2 separate regions of the Pan troglodytes genome follow, and region 2 is linked to region 1. A link is a contact called in public Hi-C data. All regions are on one chromosome and are shown on one strand. The core of a region is the stretch at or near the end of the contact, and the rest is flanking DNA. Distances in the headings are between cores, read along the strand shown. Region 1 holds the start of MAP1LC3A (microtubule associated protein 1 light chain 3 alpha). Region 2 holds the start of TP53INP2 (tumor protein p53 inducible nuclear protein 2).

Region 1 (6,989 bases), core at 1,081-3,580:
GTTGAGATTTGTCGTGCACCCTAGTAGTTGGGTCATTTTTGTAAATGTTCCTTGTGTGATTGAAAATAATGTGTTGGTCTCACACAGGTCTGAAATTTAAATTTTAAAAGTTAAAAAATTAACTCAGGTTTTCTATTGGGGTTCATTGATCTTGATTAGTAACTGTATTAACATCCTCTATGTCCTTTTTTTTTTGGTTGTTTGGTTTATTAGTTACTCAAAGAGGTCTTAAGTCTCCCTATGATGGAGGACTTGGCAATTTCTCCTTGTGTTCTTAATATATTTTCAGCCTCTTTTTTTTTTTTTTTCGAGACAGAGTCTCACTCTGTTGCCCAGGCTGGAGGGCAGTGGCGCAATCTCAGCTCACTGCAACCTCCGCCTAGCAGGTTCAAGCAATTATTGTGCCTCAGCCACCTGAGTAGTTGGGATGACAGGCGTGCACCACCACGCCCAGCTAGCTAATCTTTGTATTTTTAGTAGAGACAGAGTTTTGCCATGTTGGCCAGGCTGGTCTTGAATTCCCAGCCTCTAGTGATCCGCCCACCTTGGCCTCCCAAAGTGCTGGGATTACTGGCATGAGCCACTGCGTCTGGCCTATTTTCAGCCTTAAAAACAAAAACCCTGGAACATAGCAGTTCAGAACTTTCCTCTCTTCACAGAGTTCCTCCTTGCATCATTTCATGTTGATCCTCTTATCCCCAGTGTCTTCTGCCTGAAGGCCTATTTTGTCTGCGTTTTCTATACGTACATCTTTTGGTTAGTTTTTCTCTAGTACACCTTTTTCCATCGTTTTACTTTTTGGTGCCCTTAGGTTTTAAATGTCCTCTTGTAAATAGCATAGAGCTGCATCTTATTTTTTCTTGGCCAATCTGGTCATCTGTGTTTTAAGAGGTGAATGTAAACCACATTTTCTACCACTGGTTTTGTACTATATATTTACCATCCCTTTTACTTTGCTTCCTTTTTCTCCCTTCCATTATAGTTTTAATACCCATCACTACCCTTTTCTCTGCATTGGCAGTTATAGTTCCGTTTGTATTCTTTTGGTGATCCTCTTAAGTATCTGAAATACACATCTGACTTTACAAAGCCAGACAATGATCAGTCTCTTTATCCCCCTCTCAAATCGAACTTCCTAGAACACCTTAACTCTGATTGCCCTCTCAGTCTTCCATGTTCTTGTGTCTCATGCATCTTGTTTCTGTGGCCCACAAATTAATCATTATTATTCATATTGCATATTAAATGCTTGTTTAGATTCACTCACATGTTTACCAATTTGCTCACCATTTTTCCATCTAATTTCTTCCTTTTGGGTTCCATGTCCTTGTTACTAAACTACATTCTTTAAAAATTATTTCGGCGGCCAGGCGTGGTGGCTCACACCTGTAATCCCAGCACTTTGGGAGGCCGAGGCGAGTGGATCACGAGGTCAGGAGATCGAGACCATCCTGGCCAACATGGTGAAACTCCATCTCTACTAAAAATACAAAAATTAGCTGGGCGTGGTGGCAGGCGCCTGTAATCCCAGCTACTCAGGAGGCTGACTGAGGCAGGAGAATCGCTTGAACCCGGGAGGCAGAGGTTGCAGTGAGCTGAGATCGCACCACTGCACTCCAGCCTGGCAATAGAACGAGACTTCGTCCCCCTCCCCACCCCCAAAAAAATGTTGATCTTCGGTCTGCGCATTCTGCTCTGGATTTTAAGCATCATTTCTGGCAGCTCTTCTTCAGGAACTGTCTGCAGGTCTTTCAGTGTTCGCCTCTGGAGCTCTGCTCGGGCCCGCGAGTTCTCCTGGTGTTGCCATCCGTGGCCTTTTCCTTTTTATTCTCCATCACCTGTCTCTCTGGTGAGCTGCTTCCGATCAGCCTCCAGGTCCACGATTTCTCTTCTGTTGTCCTTTTCTGCCTTCTCACCTCATCCTCTGAGACCTGAATTTCGATGGCTCTACTTTTCAATTATATTATTCTTTTTCAAACCTGGGCGTTCATTTCTAGCATCTTGTTCTATCCTGTGTCTGACTATGCCTCCCGCACCTTCTCCCTTCTCTCGCCCTAAGCCCCGTGAAGGCGCCGGGCCTTTGGCTCCGGCTGTTTCCCACGGCGCCCAGAACCGCGTCAGTCTTGACACAGACTCGGTGAGGGCGGGAAGTGATGCCGTGGGGCTGCAGCCTGGCCCGCCCGCTCCATCGGCCCAGGGCGGCCCCACCGCCCTCCGGGCCTTACCTTGAGTTCGGGCCGCGGGAGAAGCTCCCGCGCTGCCCATGACGTCACGGGGCTGTGACGCGCCCAGAAGCCCCGCCCCTCGCGTCCCGGTCCGCGGACCCAGGCTCTCTGCGCCGTGACGTCACGGGTCCGGGCGGGCGGGTTGTGCGTCGGCCCAATGGGAGCGGCGCACTGGCCTCCCCTTTAAGGAATGTTGTGACCTGACGTCACCGGGCGAGTTACCTCCCGCAGCCGCAGCCGCCGTGCTCAGCGCGAGCCCCGGAGCCCTTGAGCGCGAGGCACGGAGCCCCCGGAGCCCCCAAACCGCAGACACATCCCCGCGCCCCAGAGCCCCGGCCTGCGCGCCCAGCCGGGCCCGCGCGATGCCCTCAGACCGGCCTTTCAAGCAGCGGCGAAGCTTCGGTGAGGCCCGGCAGGCGGGCTGCGAGCTCTGGGCAGGGGTGCCGGGGGGGGGGGGCGCCGGCCGACCCCGACTGCCGCAGGTGACGTCAGCCCCGTGACGTCAGGCTCTGGCTGGACCCTCGGGCTGGGACCAGCTCCGGCCTGGGCGGGGGCTGCCCGCTTCCCCACCGCGATAGGTGCCAGGGGCTGTGGGGCCTGATGGCCCCGGGGGCGGGGGCTGGAGCTGGGGCGTGGCCGGGGGCCGCCCCTCGGGGACAGGCGGGGCGGACCTGGGCCGGGCCCGACCCGGCCTCACGGTCTGGCCGCTGTCCGCAGCCGACCGCTGTAAGGAGGTACAGCAGATCCGCGACCAGCACCCCAGCAAAATCCCGGTGAGTCCCGCGCCCCCAGCCCTGCCCCGCCCCCGCCTCGCGCGTCCCCGACACGACCCCCTGCCCGCCCGCCCTGCTCCCAGGTGATCATCGAGCGCTACAAGGGTGAGAAGCAGCTGCCCGTCCTGGACAAGACCAAGTTTTTGGTCCCGGACCATGTCAACATGAGCGAGTTGGTCAAGATCATCCGGTGCGTGGGCAGCTGCCGCCAGGAGGTGGCTAGGGTCGGGAGGGGAGCCGGGTTCCCGCCGAGAAGGGGTGGGAGTGGGGTCAGGGGTGATGGGACTGGGCGGTGGGCCCCTGTTCTGGGGCGGCTGGAAAGGTCAAGGTCGGGGCTGCAGTCGGTGTTGGGTCAGAGGTGACAGCTGGGGTGAGAATGGGTGTGAAAGGCTGGGAATCATTCTGGGGGTCAGGGCTATGTCCGTCCCGCAGCCAAGCCCCTCACAGCTGCATACTCTCCCGCCGGCTGCAGGCGCCGCCTGCAGCTGAACCCCACGCAGGCCTTCTTCCTGCTGGTGAACCAGCACAGCATGGTGAGTGTGTCCACGCCCATCGCGGACATCTACGAGCAGGAGAAAGACGAGGACGGCTTCCTCTACATGGTCTACGCCTCCCAGGAAACCTTCGGCTTCTGAGCCAGCAGTAGGGGGGGTCGGCCTGGTAGTCGGGGGGCCCCGGTCAGGCCCTGCCCAGGGAGCTCCTGGTTCCTGAACTGAGCTGCCTCTACCATGGTGGGCTGGGCAGGCATGTGCCCCCCTAGTCAGAGGGCACCAACCCACCTACTCTGCCCCTGGGTGGATCCTGGGCCGGTCATGTTAGGGTTGTCCCTCTGGGTGCTGGCTGGTGGGATGGGGGAGGGTGGGGAGCAGCTCCCAGCACCCCTGCTGTGTGGTTCATCTTTTTTTTAGGCCCCTGCCTGTCTGCCCATCTGCCCCTCACCCACCCGAGGCTCTGCCCACTGCCTGGACCTGCCCACCCCTGAAAGACTGGCCCCTGGCTCCCCGCCCCTCGGTCTCCACGTGGTGTATGGATCTGTGGTCATTGTCCCTCTGCAGAATAAAGATTGCTCAGGCCTGCCTGGCCCTGTGCCTCCAGCCGCTTGCTTGGGAGTCGGGAGGGTGCTGGTGGGGCTGCCCGCACCATCCCCGGGCTCTGGCGCACAGACTTGTGTTCTGTGGCCGCGGTGCTCGCTCTGGAAACCCACACCTGTGTGTAGTGTTCCAGAACATTATTAGGGGCCACCCCCTCTAGGAGTGCAATGCAGATGTGGTCTCAGGGTAGACTTCATAACAAAAAACAAACATTTATTAAGTAGCCACAATCTAACAAGCCCTGCTCACCTGCCTCTTCTCCTTCCTGTCTGGGAGGGGGCTCCTTGGTGTGCAGAGCCACAAAGTGGGGGTCCAAGTTGGGGAGCTCCCAGTTCTTCCCCATAGGCCTTGCTGTCAGCCATGGGTCCCTTTTGGTACCAGAGACTTGTGACCCTGGACTCGAACCTCTTCTGCCCAAGCACTCGCCTGCTGGCAACTCTGGCCGGAGGGCTTGGCCCAGCTTCTGGCCCCACAGCCCCCTGAGGTCCATGCAGCCCTGTGCCAGCCAGGCCTACTTGAGCACGAGCATGGCCTCTGTGCCATCCTTGGCGGTCAAGTAGAGGCCATGTGTGAGGTAGTACTCCCGCCGCAGGAAGGCATAGAAGTAATCAGAGATGAGCAGGATCTGGGGGGAGAGAGAGGGAGGGTGTGAGGCGCTGCTGGGTACCTCCCCCTGAACCCAGGATCCCTGAACTGCTGGCAGGTGTTGGAAGACAGGAACACCCCTGCCTGGCTCTGGATCACAATCACTGGAGAGGCCCTGCTCAGGGCCCCCACCTCAGGGCCCATAATTGACCCTGCAAGGTCTGGCCTCTCAGAAGCTGCCTGGACTCCCCCTGCCCCCACCGATGGTCTACACCTCCATCCCAGGCTCTGGCCTCGAATGCCAGCCTGGTGCCTGTGCAACCAGAGGCCTCTGCCCCATCCTCCCACAGCCACTTCCATCCCAGCCAGGTCCACATCAAACTCCTCACCTTCCCTCTGTCAAATACACTTCTCCCACTGGGCATCCATGCCCCCATCTTCCGGCCAGGTGCCCAGGCCACAAAATTGCCCTGACACTTCTCTCATACATCGAGCCACCATGACCTGTCAATTCCCCCTAAACTCAAATCCACCCTTTCGATCTATCCCCACAGTCACTACTCTGGACAGAGCCACTGTCATCTCATCTCCTAAACAACAGCAAAGCTTGGTCCTTGGGCTCCCTGCTCTCAAACCTGTGCCCACCCCATTCTCCCTGGCAGCCAGAGGGAGCGTTTCAAAACCCACATCTGATGGTGTTACTTCCAGCCTTCAAATCCTCCAAAGGCTTCCCATGCCTTAGGGCAAAGCTCGAACTCCCTCATGCTCTGAGACCTTGCTAGGGTCCCTGTCTGCCCTCTCCCGGCTCCACCTCACCCCACGGCAGGATCTTTACTGTTTCTTCTGCCTGGAATGTTCTCTCCCCGTTCATCTAGTTGACAGCTGCTTACTCTTCAGGGCTCAGGAAGGATCACTTGCCCCCCAGATTAGGTCTTGGCCCCACTAATCTCTACTCGATAACAGACTCATCGAAAGTGTAATTTTCCATTCAGCTGACAGCCTGACTGTGCCTCCTCCCCTGGCCCGGGGCCTCCATCAGGGCAGGGTCTTCTAATGGTTCTGTCACTATGGTATTTCTGTGCCCAGCTCAGTCTGTCTGTCCCATTCTGGGCCACACACAGAAGAATCAAAGGGAGCCTAGAAGCTCAGCCCACTGTCTCTTCAAGGAGGCCCAGAAAGGAATAGGGATTTGCCAAGGGCCCTATACACCAGACCCGGAGTCTGCAATCCCAGTCAGCCCAAGCTTCCCAAGACCACTGGTCCCTGGAGCAGGTTGGGCAGGGCCCAGCCTCAGAGAAGGATGAGGGGACAGGGGCTCACACTACAGACGCCGCAGCTCTCAGGCACCTCGAGGCCTCAGAGGATTGGCACCAACCACCTGGCACAGATGGGGAGACTGAGGCACAGAGCACTTGGCTATGGTCTTGAGGCAAGACAGGTTGAGCTAAGCCTGGGATCTAGACCTCCAGACCCTGTCCTGGGCAGCTTCTCACTCACCTGAAGGTAACATAACAGCAGCTAAGGAGAGATCAGAGGCGCCTGGAGGAGTTCAGGAAGGTGTCCTGTCACCAGCAGCTCTGATGGCCTCAGGACAAGTACCTGCCATTCTATCACCACAGAAGCCCATCTGGAAGGTTGAACAATCCTCATCTTAAACAGATGGGGAAACTGAGACTCAAAGGGTTCAATGGTTGGCCTAAGGCTACACCTGGAGCACTGGACTAATGGCCATGGACCCAGAAAGGTGGTCTGCCTGGGGCCCAGATCACTGATGAGCACGAGATTGGTCACAGTGTCAGCAAAGCAGACAGAGCTCAGGCAGCCCCCGAGGCCCTGCCCCCAGCTGCCCAGCTGGCAGCTCCAGGCTGGCCCACTGGGGGGCAGTGATCACAGCAAAGGCTGACCTCATACCCTGCAGCCCTTTCTCACCCAGGCCCGAGATGCCATCTGGGCAGGAGGAGCCCAAAGCAGGGGCTGAGCTCAGAGGCTGATCCCTGAACCAGGTCAGCTGAGGGGCAGGTGCAGTCACAATCCACAACAATCAAAACGAAGCAACTCCATGTCACACAATAATCATCTGGACAAGAAGCAGGAAGAAAAAGATTAGGTTATTAGGTTGGACCATATGAAATTGCCAGTTTTGCAGATAAAAAAATGGTTGAATACTGGCAATTTCATATGATCCAACCTAATATAAAACGGAAAAAAGTACACATAGAAGAGTAAGCATGTTATTTAGAAGTACCAACAGAAATAACAGTAAGACTTTAGGTAGCTGTTCTTTTCCCCTATAAGCCTTAACTTTGCAAACTACA
Region 2 (7,507 bases), core at 3,710-6,209, 140 kb after region 1:
GGTGGAAGCCACCACACCTGGGCCACAACAAAGCTTTTTGAATAGAAGTTCTTGGAATATGGCCTCTTGTTAATGTGTAGGCCCATCTGTTGGGGGAATTTGGGGATTATGCCTGCTCTAGCTGGCTTTACCAATTAAATGTTTTCCCCTCTCTGTCTCAGTTTTTTCACCGGTAAGATAGGAAGAATTTATTATCTATGTCAGAGGGATTCCTCTCAGCCTCACTCTCTATCTCAGGGCGGGGGGCAGGGGAGGGTGGGAAAGGAAGGGAGTGGTGAGCCAGTTCTCCAGCTAAGCACACAGACTGGCCCATACCCGCAAGTACACACAAGGTCCCTTGAGCAACACACCCAGGCTGACACATCACTTTAAGGGGGCAAGGAGGGGGGCAGGCAATGGGAGTGGCAAGCCAGTGGGGAGCCCCCAGGTGAGGGCAAGCCCGAGGAATAGAAGGGTGGCCTCTTTTTTTTTATTTTTATTTTTGAGATGGAGTCTTGCTCTGTTGCACAGGCTGGAGTTCAGTGGCGCGATCTCTGCTCACTGGCAACCTCTGCCGCCCGTATTCAAGCAATTCTCCTGCCTCAGCCTCCCAAGTAGCTGGGACCACAAGTGCATGCCACCACGCCTGGCTAGTTTTTTGGTATTTTTTAGTAGAGACAGGGTTTCACTATGTTGGCCAGGCTGGTCTCGAACTCCTGACCTCAGGTGATCTGCCTGGCTCGGCCTCCCAAAGTGCTGGGATTATAGGCGTGAGCCACTGCGCCCGGCCTGAAGGGTGGCCTCTTGACCTCCAGTCCTGCAGCCCATGAAATTGGGCAGGTACTCACACCTGGGCATGGGTTAGATGGGCGTGGGTCCCTAGTAACTCTGAGTATGAGCTCATGTGCATGTGTGTATATGTTTATATATGGATGCCTTCATTGTATGCACAGATACCCATGATTATCCATGTGTGTGCATAGGAATGGCACCCTCTGTCTGATTGGAAATGAGACTCCAGAGTTACCCCAGCATGATGTTCACTGCCTTTTTTTTTTTTTTTTTTTGAGACAGTGTCTCCCTATGTTGCCTAGGCTGAAGTGCAACCACCCAGGCTCAATTGATCCTCCCACCTCAGCCTCCTGAGTAGCTGGGTCTTCAGGTGCAGGCCACCACACCTAGCTAAATTTTGTATTTTTAATAGAGACAGGATTTTGCCATGTTGGCCAGGCTGGTATCGAACTCCTGGGCTTAAGCAATCCTCCTGCCTTGGCCTCCCAAAGTGCTATGATTACTGGCCAGCACTGCCGCGCCCAGCTCTGCTGCCTCTTTTTACAGCCTGCCGGCCCAGACCAGAGTCTCAGAATACTAAGCCCACTTTCTGGGGCCAGGGTCAGTAGATAGCTTTGCTGCTGTATGATTCTAAGCAAGTATCTTGACCTGCATGTGCCTCAGTGCACCTCAGTTTCCTCACCTATAAAATGAGGGGTTTGGATGAGTTGATGTCTGAGGCCTCCTCCAGCCCAGGTAATAAATCTTTGTAGTGGACAGGAGGAATGGGTCCTAGGGGTTTCAGGAGGGGACTTCCATGGGTACCTCTGACTCTACAGAGAAATGGAAGACTGAGATCTGACTTAGCAGCCTAGAAAGACTTAGCAGCCTAGAAATGGGGTTCAGCTAATTCTGGGAACAGAGTCCGGTCACTTAAGGTACCAGAGTGTAGCCAAGAGCCCCCTTTTCTGGGCTTGGGGAACCAGAACCATGTGTTCAACAGACCATTGCCACACAGGGTAGAGAGTGCAGGTGTATACTCCTGAACCAGCCACCCTTCTTTTTTTTTTTTTTTTTTTTGAGATGGAGTCTCACTCTGTCGCCCAGGCTGGAGTGCAGTGGCACGATCTCTGCTCACTGCAAGCTCCGCCTCCCGGGTTCACGCCATTCTCCTGCCTCAGCCTCCTGAGTAACTGGGACTACAGGCGCCCGCCACCACGCCTGGCTAATTTTTTGTATTTTTAGTAGAGGCGGGGTTTCACCGTGTTAGCCAGAATGGTTTCAATCTCCTGACCTCGTGATCCGCCCGCCTCAGCCTCCCAAAGTGCTGGGGTTACAGGCGTGAGCCACCGCGCCCAGCCCCCAGCCACCCTTCTTAAGCTTCAAGCTATAACTACTGAGCCTGTGATGAAAGTCTACTCTATGCCAGACCCCCACAAGCTGGGTGCGGGCAGTATAGGGACAAAGACTCTGCCCTTGGGATGCCAACCATTCACTTGAGAAGACACATACACATACAATGAGTCATCATCACTTACTGTTTATGGAACAAATAAATGTCCATCAAGGTAGCCATCAACTCGTGGGTAGGGACAAGGAAGGCTACCTAGAGGAAGAAAGGGTGAGTAGAATCTCTCCCTCTCTCTCTCTCTCTTTTTTAAGAGACAGGGTCTGGCTCTGTCATCCAAGCTGGAATGCAGTGGCTTGATCATAGCTCATTGTAACCTAAACCCAAGTGATCTTCTTATTTCAGCCTCCCTAAGCAGCTGGGACTACAGGTGCATGGCATCTGGCTAATTTTCTCATTTTTTGCAGATAAGTGGTCTCGCTATATTGGCCAGGCTGGTCTCAAACTCCTGGCCCCAAGCAATCCTCCTGCCTTGGCCTCCCAAAGTGCTGGGATTATGGGTGTGAGCCACCACACCTGGCCAAGTAGAATCTTGAAGACAGGAAAGATCTGGATTTCAGAAAGTTCTGAAGAAGGCATTCCAGGCAGGGGAAACAGCTTGAGCAAAAGGGTGGAGGTGGGAGAGTGCTGTAGAGTCAACAAGGAGTTTAACTTTAGCACAAGATGCGTGTAGGAGAAGGGGAGGTGAAGCTGGAGAGAACTGGGGCCGGAGCATGGGGGGCATGAGTTCTGTGTTAGGAGTGTGGGGCTTTAGGAGCCACATCAGGTTTTAGAACAAACAAGTGGCTTGACAGGAGAGACGTGTTAGGGATTATTTAATTAAAGTCAGCAAGTAGGTCTGAAAGGGTATGAGGTTAGCAGGAAGTGGCTGTGATGGGCAGAGGCTCAGAGTTGCATGGAATGAGGACACTTTGGGTATAACACTCCAAGGGCCACAATGCCACTCCCCTCTCCACCCCTCAACCTTGGGTTATTTTTTTCTGGCTTCTTCCCCTGTCGCTAGGGTTAAGGAGTCCCTTGGGGGTTTCAGATGAGGCTGGGATAGAGTTTTATCACTAGAGTGCCGGGTGCGGTGGCTCACGCCTGTAATCCCAGCACTTTGGGAGGCCGAGGCAGGCAGATCACAAGGTCAGGAGACCGAGACCATCCTGGCTAACACTAAACATACAAAAATACAAAAAATACAAAAAATTAGCCAGGCGTGGTGGCAGGCGCCTGTAGTCCCAGCTACTCGGGAGGCTGAGGCAGGAGAATGGCGTGAACCCGGGAGGCGGAGCTTGCAGTGAGCCGAGATCGCGCCACTGCACTGCAGCCTGGGCAACAGAGCAAGACTCTGTCTCAAAAAAAAAAAAAAAAAAAGTTTTATCACTAGAGCATTAACCTCTGGCCTAGGTCACCTCCGGCCTCCTTTTGGGCTAGGTGGGCAGTTCTCGGACCCTCTCCCACCAGCCCTGCTCTGCTGACCTAGAACCTCTGGCCCTGGAGATTCTGATATGCGTATTTGTGGTCTCTTCTCGGGCATCTCCCAGGCCACTGGGAGAGCTGGGGCCTAGAGCGTGGGGTGGGTGGGATCCTGAGGGCAGAGAGTGTGGAAGAATCTTACAATGGCAGCTCTAGAGGGAAGCCTGGATATGTTTGTTTGACAAACTGAGACCCAGAGAGGTAACATGACTTGAGGTCACACAGCAAGTCTAGGGCACAGTCAGGACTGAAAGCCAGGACTCTGGGGAGGCTGAAGCGCCCTGAGGTTTAGACCATCTGGTTCATGTAGAGAATGGAGAGGGTCAGGGCTGGGAGCTATGGGTTCAAATCCTGGCTCTGCCATTGACTGTACTTTTGTGACCTAAGAAAGTCACTTGAGCTCTCTGAGTCTGTTTCCTCAACTGTAAAACGGGACAATATCTACCTTTTGGGTTGTTGTGAAGATAAAAAAACACACCCATAGCACAGGTCGTGGCACACAGTAAGTGTGCCAATACATGTCAGCTAGTGGTATGGTGGTGCAATAGTAGGTGCCTAATAAATGTTGAATGCATTGTTGAACATGAGTTCACACGCTAACAGTGAGATTGTGAGACTCAGCTTTCCCACGTGTAAATCAGGACTCATAATCAGTCCCTGTCCTGCCACTTCTTTACAGCCCCGGTAGCAACATAGATTAAATAAGGTATGTAAACGTTCAAGTGCAGAGCCGTCTCAGGTCAATGTTTACTCAGCCCAGGGCAATTCCTCTCCAAGTCCTACTCTGCGAAATTTCACGTCAGCTTCACTAACTTCTCTACATTCCCAGATGCTCCCCGGGAACCGGGGGTTGGGGATGTCCCTCTTTTCTCAAGCCCGCCGAGCTGAGGAAAAACGGGGTGGGAAAGCAGAAAGTGTGTAAGGCTGAGGAGGTGAGCCAGAGGAGGGAGGGAGAGCAGGAATAAGGGCAGTGGGGAGAATGGAGGTGCACGGACGTGGTGTGGGTCAAGAACAGGGTCCGCATCGGGGGACTTGGATATAGGATGCAGTGAAAGGATTTGGGGAGCAGTGGGAGAGGTGAGGGCGCTGCGATCCGGGAAGAATCAGGAAAATAAGGAGCCGGTAGGAGGGAGTGGAGATCCTCCTCGCGGAGAGCTCGCCGCGGCGCAGGGCTCCCAGCTCCCCGCAGCTGCCTCCCCGAACACTCACCCTCCCGGTTCCGAGAACGTTTCCCGGCCCGAGCGCCCGGCCCGCAAACCGGGAGGGGAGGGGAGGGGAGGGGCAGGGGGGCATCCGCAGCCCGGGATTGGCCGCCGCCCCGCCAGCCGGTGACGCGAGGCGGGCGGGCCCCTTTGTGACGTCACAATCAGCTGTTTGAACGTTCCAATTTGTGCCGTGAGCCCCGCCGCAGCGGCCGCACAGACTCAAAGCCCCGCGGGCGAGCTCAGCAGCCCGGAGCGACCGCGGCCCCGCCGCCTCCCCCGCGAGTCCCGGCGATGCGGCCCGGCCTGTGAGCGGCCGGCGACCCTGGGACGCCCCGCCGCACAACTACCTCAACGCCGCGCCGCCCCCCTCCCGCCCCCAGGTGAGTCCCGACCCGGGTGGGCCTGGGGGCTCCCCTGCCACGGACACGCCCTGCGCCCCCCGCGCCCGGGCCTTTGTCTGTCTCCGCCGGCGGCCGCCGGGGCCGCGTTCCCGGCTCCCGATTGGTTGCCGCACGCCCGGTAGACCATGACGTCGTTCTATTTGCATATGACATTGAGACGTCACCAAGGCCGGCACCGCCCCCACAGGCTCGGGTCGCTTGTCCTCCCGTGACCCGGTAGCCGCTGTGTCGGGGCTGGGCCCTGGGTGAGACGCTGCAATCCAAAGGGGGCTGCAGGGGGATCGGCGATTTCCTAGGCTTATCCAGGGGCTGGGGTCAGGCCTCTGATCCCCTACTTTCTCTTTGCAACCTGAGAAGGAGTCAGACGGCGCTGCTGGGCCTAGGTTGAGGGGGTCGTCAGGAGTTCAGGGCTGCATGGGACTCCAGGTGGTTGGGACAGCACCAGATGGTGGTGGGATCCCCTCCCTCCGGCTCCAGACTCCGCCCCCAGGGACTAACAGAATAACATCCTCCTAATCCCTGATTTGTGTGCAGCGCCTTAGCTGATGTCACTCCCAGACCCAAAATGAAGGGTCTTAGACCCCAGTGCATGGAAGGGGCAACAGGCCCAGAGAGGAGGATTAGCTCTCTCGAGGTCACATAACCAATTAGAGTCATGCTCACTGAGTGACAGATGGATTATTAGCCAGGGGCAAAGACATAATAGGGGCTCAGTACAAGTGGTAAGATACACATCCTCCTTCCACTGGGGACCCGATCTTGGGCTCAGCCTTATCACGGTTTGATAGGCTCCTAGGTGTCCTTACTCCTGGACCTTTTTCCAGGGAATCTCTGGAGATTGGTTCACCTTTTGTGGTCCTGACCCCTTCTGTCCTCACTGTACCTTGAAGTCCTAGAGTCCAATAAAATCGCTGCCTCCCAGCTGTTTGGATCACAGAGAGGTGAGTCATTGGCTGCCTCGGGGTGTCTCCAGGGCTGATGTTGGGGTGGAGGGTGGGGTGAGGGTTCCCTCTATTGGCCCTTTACCTTCTCAACTTCCTAGGTTGTCAGCTAGGAAGGGCCTGACCTGGCCTAGTGCAGACAATTGCAGGTGTTTTGCTGCTCCCTCGTCACCTCTGCCCACAGAGAGTATAGGAGAAGGGATAGGATAAGGAGAGTTTCTGACTTAACAAGTGGATGGGCCTAGAGGCTGAACCAGGAACTCCATTCCTGCTGGGAGTTTGCTCAAGGATGGGCTGGGGGTAGGGGTGGCTTAGGGCACAAATGCTATTCTGGGCAGAGCTGCTGTAGTTATTAAAGGGAATGGTTCTCCCTGGAGCAGAACCGGGAATGTGAGAACCAGGAAGCTGGCAGGGCTGGGAAAGGAAATCTGGGAGGCTCCCCAAGTGGTCAGGAGAGGGGGCAGGCACTGGCTGGCTGGTGCTGCTTTCACTCCTGGCTGTCACCGACTTGCTGTGTGACCTCAGGCAGGGAGCTTTTCCCCTGAGCCTCCGTCCCCTAAACCTATCTGAAATTTGGGGAGGCACAGTGCAGGCTCTGGTACACAGTGGGTCTTCAGTAAATGCATGCTAAATCTTGGTGCCAGTAACCCCAGACCCTTTTGTAACTAGGCGAGGGGTGGTGTGGCTAGGTCAAGGTCTTTTCCACCTCCCTGTACCCCTGCATCATTGTATTCTTGGGGATTGTTTGCTGAGTCTTTCCTGACTGTGTACACTCTGGACTGGATGCACAGTAACGTGGGACTAGGTCTGCCCTGCCACTATCTAGCCATGTATTTTTGGATAGATTTATGTGTTCTTTCTGATCATCAGATTTTAAAATGGGCTGGGTGAATATGATGGTCCCTGAAACAGCTCTTAACTTCTCTTTCATATTCCATGAAGTAGTAGGTTCTTGGAAGGAGGATGTGCCTCATCAAGGCCTCGATATTCCCTTCCTTCAAGAGGGGCCAAACTTTCTGGGCTTTTGGTAATGGAGTCACTAGCTCCCTGTGGCTACAGATGGGTTGGGATACGTGAATTGTGCTGGGTGGACACTAGTTGGGGGTGGCCCCACCTTCTTAATCCCTGTAGATCTCCCACCCCCATCCCACCAGGGAAGCCAGCATCTTAAGCCTACTGTGAGTCTGCAGATGTGGAAATATTCTCAGGGTATGGAAGTGAGGTGATTCTGCAGCAAGTGTGAAAACATTTCTAGGGAATGGGGGAGGTAGCAATAAGCATGGCAATACTGCAGGTGGATTAGCAGAAAGAGGAGAAATGCCTTCAGGGAAGTCTGGACAT

Evidence for each region. Hi-C and Micro-C count contacts between places; a contact is called where the count stands out from the background.
Region 2: a contact with region 1 is called in a Hi-C map of induced pluripotent stem cells, with 2.4 times the contacts expected there. The contact joins the promoter of TP53INP2 here to the promoter of MAP1LC3A in region 1. A contact is called at or near these places in 2 of 7 Hi-C or Micro-C datasets (both in induced pluripotent stem cells) and 1 of 1 datasets of contacts at active chromatin or transcription factors (stem cell-derived excitatory neurons).

What each region holds. Positions count from the first base shown.
Region 1 is chr21:40,796,113-40,803,101 of NHGRI_mPanTro3-v2.0_pri, forward strand. MAP1LC3A (microtubule associated protein 1 light chain 3 alpha) reads left to right here and starts at 2,331. Exons shown (of 4, transcript XM_001159668.6): 1 at 2,331-2,627; 2 at 2,943-2,998; 3 at 3,082-3,188; 4 at 3,471-4,080. The coding sequence starts at 2,588. The coding sequence ends at 3,633. It overlaps PIGU (phosphatidylinositol glycan anchor biosynthesis class U), which reads right to left. Exons shown (of 12, transcript NM_001280440.1): 12 at 4,286-4,714. The coding sequence ends at 4,601.
Region 2 is chr21:40,936,988-40,944,494 of NHGRI_mPanTro3-v2.0_pri, forward strand. TP53INP2 (tumor protein p53 inducible nuclear protein 2) reads left to right here and starts at 4,960. Exons shown (of 5, transcript XM_001160082.6): 1 at 4,960-5,204; 2 at 6,050-6,166.